Linked DNA regions of Ovis aries: region 2 is linked to region 1. Evidence: chromatin contacts called from public Hi-C data. All regions are on one chromosome and are shown on one strand. Each heading gives the region's core, a stretch centred on a gene start, on an enhancer-like site or on the middle of the called end of the contact. The rest is flanking DNA. Distances are from core to core; before and after follow the strand shown.

Region 1 (4,552 bases), core at 823-3,322:
CACACAGCCCTTTACACACACACACACACACACTGTCCTTTACACACACAGACACACAGACACAGACACACACACACTGTCCTTTACACACACACAGAGACACATACACAGACACACACACACAGCCCTTTACACACACACACTGTCCTTTACACACACAGACACACATACACACACTGTCCTTTACACACACACAGACACACATACACACACAGACAGACACAGACACACACGGACAGACAGACACACAGGCTCTCTCATTCTCTCTGTCCTTTCCTGAGGCCCCTGAACAGGGAGCGGTTGTTTGATGTAAGAATCTCTAACATACTTTCAGTGTCCTCGGGCTTACGTGGGAGCATCAGGAACACTGCCAGTCTGTGCTTCCGGGGCTGCCTCCCGCCTTCCTCTGGGGGCCTCCCTGTCACTCCCAGTTTCAGTGGTCCAAGTGCTCGTACGTGGAGGGCGATGCTCCACGGAGAGCTGAGTCCACACTGCATCCTGAGGCCCAGCCAGGTCTCGCATCCCTCACTGATTTCAGCCTGAAGTCCCCTCAGTTTAAAGCAGAGGGTCCCCAGCTTTTGTGGGGAGCCAGGAGCACTGTCCCGGGAGGGGAGGCGGTGTGGGTCACACAGTCTGCTGGCGTCGTACGTCTTGCGTCAGCGCCATCTGGGACCACGGGGACCCCAGCAGCCCTGCCTGGGCTGGTGCAGACTTGAATGCTATAACCAAATGCCACTTAATTCCAGAAGAAATACCCCAGTTTTTTAGGGGGAACAGGTTAGCTGTATGGAGTAAGTGAACAGTGCAGCTAGGCCAGAGAATTAAATATTCAAACTATCTGGAAACTGAATGTTTTCTAAATTAGGCTGGTTTTAAAGGTATTCCTCATATAGGTAAAGGCTAAAGTGTGTGTTATCTATAAATCCAAAAATAAGCTTAAACAGAAGGCAGATATTTACACCTTGTAGGAATGTGGAAGCTGATAACATTGATTTTGAAAGCCACGAGTTACTTCTAACTCATTCCTCCCTGAGCGCCACACGTGCGTAGTGTGTAACCGGCAGCCGCAGCTTGTCGTGGCCTAGACTTTGACACAGGGTGTCCTGTGTTAGGAGCCTTCAGAGTGCTGGGCAGTGAGCCCCTCTACACAGCGCCGGCCCCCGGCCAGTGTCTTCAGGGTGCTGGTGAGGACTGGCTGAATTCTGCCTGTTGGGTGGAGGGGCCGTGTGTCTTTCTGTGGCGCCGGCAGCCACGCCGGGCCGGGGTGCAGTGTCATGGGGGTGGGTTTTCCTTCTCCCCGCGCAGTGGTTCCTCGATCCACTGTGCTGAAGGGAGTTACTGAAAAGTAACTGGAGAGACACTGAATCCCATTCCTAGTTATGAGGCAGAGGAGATCATGCCCTGGTTTGCAGACTTTAAATGCACTAATTTAAAAGACTCTTGTGGACAGGAGAAGAAAGGACTCAATGAAGATTTTTTGGAAGATGACGGGACAGTTTTGGAACATGCACATCTAAAAATTTGTCTCCTTCTTAGGGAGTATTTTTTCTCCTTTTTCCATGTTAGTTACACAGTAAGGAAGGCTGGCCTGTTGTTATTTCTGGCTCTGGGAGGGGCTGCGAGCATGGAGGCACATTGAGTTTGGTAGGTTTGTGCACCAAATCGGGGCGCACGTGGGAAGTGGCGTCATAAGGTAGCTGCCTGTTCCTGCCGTTCTGCCCCGAGTTCTCTGCGTTCTCGGTATTTGCCATGTGTGGGGCGGTGTTAGCAAAACTACCTGCCGACTACCGGCTAGATGCACGGAGCTTGTCACTTCCGATTTCTCCAGGGTGACACTGGTCTCTGGAGCCGGCTTTGGTGTGAACAAATCAGGGTATTCTGTCCTGATGTCCTGTTAATTCTTTCTTCCTCATGTTTGTCTTTTCAGGAAAACCAGTTCTGTGTCCCTGGAGGCTCCCAGCTCAGTCCTGGGGTCCCCAGCGAAGCCTGGCCTCGAGCTTCCACGTGGGACGGCCTTTCAGCTCCCAGGCTGCTGAGGACCAGGCGGAGGCGGGGCCCCTGCACTCGGTCATCAGCAGCTCGGAGACCGTGCAGGGTGAGGCTGGTGCAGGGTTGGGGCGTTCGGTCAGGGGCCCCGGAGAACGCTGGCTCCCGCGGGGGTACTGAGGCAGAAGCCGTGCTTGAGGGAGCCACGCACTCACTTCAGACGAAGGAAGGGCTTGGTTGGAGGGAGGGGTCCCAAAACAATGCCTCCTGCATTTCCGGCTTCCCCGGCGCTTCTGACTTCCATCCTGGCGCGTTTGGCGCCCTCTGGTGGTCACCGGGAGTTGGCGCAGGCGCCTGCACATCTGCTAATGATCACCAAGCGGACGGAAGCTCAGCACGGCCCTGCGTTCCCGGGACGTGTGGAGGGCAGGCTCTGGAGCCGGTCCTGCCGCGAATCCGTTTCTGGCTTTCAGATGAGACAGCAACAGAGTATTTAATGCTTGGGTTAAGAGGAGTGAGGTTTTCTCCTTTGCTTTCTAAATGATTAATCTGGAAACCACCGCATTCAAGAATCGAATCCGGGGTCTGGTTGTGGAGGCAGGTCGGCAGCTTCTCCAAGCAGCGGGACCTGAGGCCTGCAGGCTGCGGCGGGGAGGGTGGGTGCTGGCTTGTCGGCGCTTCTCGGGGAAAGGGAGCCCCTGATCTGCTCTTCTGTCTGAGCCCCAGATGGTTGGGGTTTTTTTGTTGTCGTTCACTGTTTTGAAAAATGTTTAAAACTCCTTATCTTAAAGATTTTTTTGAATGTTGCAAAGCATGTTCTTCTGTGAAAAAAGACGTTAAACTTCCCTGGTTGCGTCTGTGGTTCGTTACTAGGTTCTGCTACCAAACACGAGTTCCAGGCTGAGACGAAGAAGCTCCTAGACATTGTTGCCCGTTCCCTGTACTCAGAAAAAGAGGTGCGTGCCTGCTAATCACTCCCAGCGCTGGCTGGTTCTGTTGGCAAGACTGTTTCTGTGCTGTCCTGGGGAGATGCCAGCTAGTGGGTTAGCAGTGAGAAGGCATTAAATTTGGACAAGTACTGATCTTGGCTACCAATGAGAGTATTCTTACCAAAATCCATTGGGGTTTATGGACAGATATATCCAGGTAATTCTTTGAGCCACACTGAACCTGGGAAGTTATGCATTTTGCTGTTAATTTTAAAGTCTCAGGTGTTGGCGTGGGGCCTTCCCTACTGAGGTCCATTTCTGGGGTGTTGCCCACGGGCTCTGGACCCCAGATTCACCTCCCTCGTCACCTGGCCTCACCAGCCATGGTCTGTGGGGCTGAAGGAAGAAGACCCCCCTGTGTAGAGCAGAGCAGCAAGGAGCGCTTGGGGCCTTTGTGAGGAGACAAAGCTGCTCCAGGCTGATAGGCTGTGGTTCCATGCTCGTTGTTGCTAAAATGCAGAGAATTTGAGAGGGGTAAAGCGCAGCTTGGAGAAGGCAATGGCAGCCCACTCCAGTACTCTTGCCTGGAAAATCCCATGGACAGAAGAGCCTGGTAGGCTACAGTCTATGGGGTCGCAAAGAGTCAGACACAACTGAGCAACTTCACTTTCACTTTTCATTTTCATGCATTGGAGAAGGAAATGGCAACCCACTCCAGTGTTCTTGCCTGGAGAATCCCAGGGACAGAGGAGCCTGGTGGGCTGCCGTCTGTGGGGTCGCACAGAGTCGGACACGACTAAAGCGACTTAGCAGCAGCAGCAGCAGCAAAGCACAGCTTTCCAAAATGAAAAGACTTCCAGGAAGTATTTCCAGGTCTCGTCCTGCTCAACTCCATCCCCAGGTGGCCCCGTGACACCCAGCTGCTTCTCTCTCGGGGCCAGGTCAGCCCTCCCATGTGCTGCATCTGACTGTAAGTGGAGCTTTATCAGAGAAGGGCTGTGCACACCCAGGTCGGTCGTGGGGCCTGAGGCCCCCTTTTCTCCTGAACATGGGAGGTCTGGTTTGTGGCAACCCACTAGATTAAGTGAAGCTGGTGAGCCCTTCATGGAGAAGAGAAAATATGTTTTGAGGATATTTTGACATCCCTGGGCAAGAGTTGAGAAGTCGTCTCACGAGTCCCTTGCAGTTGGCAGTAACAGACTCCTAGCTCCAAGCTGATGCTGAGGAAGGGGCAGTAGAGTCAGAGGTGACAGAAAGCTGGGTCAGGGGAACATGATCCACCTCCAGTCATCCTGTGGGCGGCTCTGGAGAAACTGGCTTTGAGTACAGCGGGAAGTCTTTATCTGGTTAAATGCTTCCCCCCAGCTGGTAACACTGCTGCAGAGGCTGCTGACAGATAGGTCCTGCAGCACAGCGTCTCATCTCCATTTCCATAGGTGTTCATTCGTGAGCTCATCTCCAACGCAAGTGATGCCTTGGAAAAGCTGCGTCATAAGCTGGTGTCTGAAGGCCAAGCGCTGCCAGACATGGAGATTCACCTGCAGACTGACGCCGACAGAGGCACCATCACAATCCAGGTGCCTCCCCCGATGGGCCGGGAGACGGGCTGCCTGTCTGTCACGCCTCTAGGCTCCCAG
Region 2 (4,552 bases), core at 761-3,260, 220 kb before region 1:
GAGCCCGAGGAGACATGGCAACTAAATGTAACGAGGTGTCCAGGATGGAGCCCTGGAAGAGAAAAGGGGGTTCAGGTAAAAACTAAGGAAATCACAACGAAGTGTGAACTTCAGTTAATGGTGACAAAGGTACCACAGTCACCTCAGATGATTGTGACAGAGGAAACTGGAAGTGAAGTATATGAACAGTCTGTACTCTCACCAGCTTTTCTGTAAATCTAACACTATAATAAAACTAAAAATTTACTTTTTAAAGTGGACAAAAGATTTGAACAGACATTTCAACAAAAATATTCAAATGGCCAATAAGCACTTGAAAAGATGCTCAACATTATCATTCATTGGGAAAATGTAAGTTAAAACTACACTTAGGTGGGAATTCCTGAGCAGTCCAGTGGTTAGGATTCTGTGCTTTCATTGCCAAGGACCCAGGTTCAATCCCTGGTCAGGGAATTAAGATCCCACAAACCCATGGCATGGCCTAGAAGAAATAAAATAGACTTAAAAAAAAAAACCCAACTACAATTAGGTACCACTTCACACCCACTAGGAAGGGTATCATCAAAAAGAAGTCAATGTTGGCAAGCATGTGGAGGACTGAAATTATATTGCTGATGGGAATTTAAAATGGTACAGACACTTTGGGAAAAGAAAAATTGACAGTGTTTAAAGATGTTAAGCGTAAATATACCATAATATCCAGTAATTTCCATTTCTAGATACTTACCAAAGAGACATGAAGTGCAGCACTGGTGGTATAGTGGTGAGCGTAGCTGCCTTCCAAAGAGACATGAAAACATCTGTCCACACAAAGGTCTGAATGTGACTGCACATAGATGTGTTATAAAAGCCCCCAAATACAAATGACCTAAATGTGTCATCAGCTAATAAGCAAAATGGGACCCATCCATACAATGGGCTGCTATTCCTCTGTGAAGAAGAATGAAGCTGTGACACACTCTACAACACAGATAAACTTTGAAAACACCCTGCTCGGTGAGAGAAACCAGACACAAAAGACCACACATACAGTACCGCCATCAACGTGAAATGTCAATAGAGATAGAAGGAAGGTCAGGGTCTGCCGGAGGACTCGGGATGAAAATGAGGATAGACTGCAATTAATCACTAGCGAAACTTAGGGGATAGAAATGTTCTAGAATTGGATTGTGATGATGGAGTAGGTGAGTTTCCTACTATTCATTGTTTTGTGATTGTGTATTTTCCAAGGTCTGACTCAGAGATTGGCAAATAAGTGTTAGTTGAAGAGACTGCTAAAATATAATGGGGAGGGAGAAAAAGAAAGAACTGGTAACATAGAGAAAGGCCATTTTACAAAAGCTAACTCAAGTTTCTCAAAAGGAAATATTTTAAGTATTCAGAACTGCAAGATGACACCTTCTGAATTTTCTGGGATGTTCTGCATTAGGGAGGGGCCCCTGTTAACAGCAACCACATTGATGGTTCCCTGGTTCTAAAGTTGTTATACCTAAAGCACTCTGCATGAAAATAACCCTGAACAAAACGAGATCCTTTTTAGGTAGGGACTTTACAGTGTCTCAGGGTCCTCATTGCGACGCTCTTCTCCTTACATTTTAATGGAAAGGGAAAACTTGACTTTGGTTCGGATAAATTTCCTGTGTTTTAAAAATGTGATTTTCTTGCCAATCTGCAGTCCTCTGTGGCACGTGTTGAGCAGGAAACCTTCGAAGAATCGTCCAGATTTGCTAACAGAGAGGAACAATCCACCCGAAAAAAAACAGCCTCCTGTCCCCCCGCACTTCCTCTCCATCCCCGCAGTAAGAGGAGGCAGGAGGAAATGAGCTTAACATGCCGTCCACCTTCTTCAGGGGCCTGGCAAGGGCTGGATCTTGAGAAGTTCTTGCACGTGATCCTCCCGACAGTCCTGCTAAAGAAGCGAGGAACCGCCCTCTCCCCTCCCCCAGCCACTCTGCCGGGATTCCCCGGGGCCCCAAGGATTCCCAGGAGCCGGGCCGAGCCCGCCGGCGGGCGCCACCTAGCGCTGACAGTGCCCAGAGCCGGCCCTCCCCGCGCGTCCCACCGGCCCCGATCCGGAACACCTGAGTCCCAGGTCCCTGGATAAACGTAAGCAGGAGGAACAGCGCGAGTGCGCCCTGCGCTCGCGATGCTTCTGCCCCGCGTCCTGCAGAGGTTTCTGATGCGCAGTGCCTAGGGCAAGAAAGGAGCTGGACTGGGAGCAGGGCTGGGACGAGGTTGTAACCCAGCCTCGGTCCTCAAGGATCTGTTTCTTCTAGAGAAGCAGAAGGGAGGGGCCCTGAGACCATCCAGAGGGGTTCTAGTATTAAAAGTCCGAGTCCAAGTGCACAGTGTACTCCCAGCCCCTAATCTACCCGTAGAAACCATCAAAACGCTTCTGTGGCCCCTTAACCTTGGTAGTTCGCTTGGAATCACTGGGCGGGGGACTTCTTAAAGGGCAAGTATCTGGGCCCCACCCGAGACCAATTGAAGGGGGAGAGAGGGTGGTATGGGGAGCCTGGGCATCAAGATTTTCCACCTTTGCTGGGGTGATTTTTTTTTTTTTTTTTTTTTTGCCAGTGGACAGTTAATGCGGGATTTTAGTTCCCTGACCAGAAATGGAACATATTCCCCCTGCAGTGGAAGCCCAGCGTCTTAACCACTGGACTGCCAGAGAAGTCCCTGGGGTGATTTTATTGTACAACTAAGAACACAGCCTTATACTTTGATATAAATATTATTAATAGTGTTGATCCATGTGCTAGTCCCAGCAATCCTATGGCGTAAGACTATGCTCCCTTGTAGGTGAGGGGCAGTGTAAGTGCTGCATCCCAGGTTCAGTTCAGTTCAGTTCCATCGCTCAGTCGTGTCTGACTCTTTGTGACCCCATGAATCGCAGCACACCAGGCCTCCCTGTCCATCACCAACTCCTGGAGTTTACCCAAACTCATGTCCATCGAGTCAGTGATGCCATCCAGCCATCTCATCCTCTGTTGTCCCCTTCTCCTGCCCTCAATCCCTCCCAGCATCAGGGTCTTTTCCAATGAGTCAGCTCTTCGCATCAGGTGGCCAAAATACTGGAGTTTCAGCTTCAGCATCAGTCCTTCCAAAGAACACCCAGGTCTGATCTCCTTTAGGATGGACTGGTTGGATCTCCTTGCAGTCCAAGGGACTCCCAAGAGTCTTCTCCAACAACACAGTTCAAAAGCATCAATTCTTTGGTGCTCAGCTTTCTTCACCATCCAACTCTCATATCCATACACGATCACTGTTATGCACCTATGAAATGACAAAACAAGTAAACTGATATGCTGTTTCTACCAATTATCCTGAACTGACCTTCAACTAGTCAAGGGTAAAGGCCCTGTCCTTAGACATGCCTATCCAAGAGGGACCAAATCTGAATTCAACCCCCTTTATGGGCTGTATTGTGTCCCCTCAAATCCATATGTTGAAGCCCTAATCCCTACTCCCTCAGACTGTGACTGCATTTAAAGATGGGATCTTAAAAGAGATGTTCATTTGAAAGGAGAGCTGTTATGGTTGGCCCCAGTCCAGTCCATCTGGGGTCCTTATAAGAAGAGAAGGAATCACAGAGGACAGACCATGTGAGCAGAGTGAGAAAGCCAAGGGGACCTTCACCTTGGACTTCCAACCTCCAAAACAGTGAGAAAATTAATTTCTGTTGTTTAAGGAACACAGTCTGGGGCAATTTGTTATGGCAGTCCAAGCAAACAAACACACCCCTCTCCCCAACCCCAAGGAATTCAAGGGTGAAAGGATGGAGTCCAGGAGCCTGGTGTGCACATTTCTTCCTGTCCAAACTGTTGCCCTTTTGTTCAAACTGTTCAGCGTCCCACCTGGCATGTGATAAGCACAGAGCCATTCTTAAGAACATACAACACCTGGATAGGACAAGGAGTATTCCCCTTCCCACATCTGAGCTGTAGCCCCATTCTCCAGATGAGGAAACTGAGGCTTATTAAGGCTGCATAAATTGTCCAAGGTCACACAACCTTTTAAATGTGGAACCAGGATGAAAGACTCAAACCTAGGTCATTTATTTCCAGATACACATGCTCCTTTTAGTTTGTTTAATCCAATTTCCCTATTTAAATGCATATATTTAAAGTCTACAGTCCAATGAGTTTTGGCAAATGTGTTATTCTGTGTGTACTGTTTTCTTTGGTTCAACATAGTGTCTCTGAGATCCAACCATGTTTTTTCGTATCAGCTATTGTTTCCTTGTTATTACTGAGTAGAATTCTGTTGTGTGGATCTGTCCTAATATGTTTCTTCCTTCATTAGTTGATGGACTGACGTGTTTGTTTCCACTTTTGAAATCTGGTTGTAAAATGTGATTGTTTCCACTTTTTAGCCATTATGAGTAATGTTGCTATGAACATTTTCTCTTGGGTAAATATCTAGTAGTGGAATTGCCGATCATGGATAAGTATATGTCTGATAGTAAAAGAAGCCGGGTTTCAAAAGTGGTTGTACCACTTTACACTCCTACAGTAGGGCTGGAGAGTTCTGGTTACTCCACAACTTGCCC

What was found. A called contact is a pair of places that touch in the nucleus more often than the background predicts.
Region 2: a contact with region 1 is called in a Hi-C map of liver, with 5 times the contacts expected there. The contact joins two enhancer-like sites. A contact is called at or near these places in 4 of 16 Hi-C or Micro-C datasets (hypothalamus, liver and tail adipose tissue).

The regions. Positions count from the first base shown.
Region 1 is chr24:3,580,896-3,585,447 of ARS-UI_Ramb_v3.0, reverse strand. It overlaps TRAP1 (TNF receptor associated protein 1), which reads left to right. Exons shown (of 18, transcript XM_015104052.3): 2 at 1,928-2,095; 3 at 2,860-2,942; 4 at 4,352-4,492. Among named protein-coding and RNA genes, the nearest start is that of TRAP1, 30 kb to the left of the region's middle. Within about 2 kb of position 2,072, at least 15 of the 54 cell types and tissues checked have an H3K27ac peak or open chromatin away from gene starts, as enhancers often do. A contact at or near this core is called in liver, where this site is marked.
Region 2 is chr24:3,796,434-3,800,985 of ARS-UI_Ramb_v3.0, reverse strand. No RefSeq gene overlaps it. Among named protein-coding and RNA genes, the nearest start is that of CREBBP, 59 kb to the right of the region's middle. Within about 2 kb of position 2,010, at least 2 of the 54 cell types and tissues checked have an H3K27ac peak or open chromatin away from gene starts, as enhancers often do. A contact at or near this core is called in liver, where this site is marked.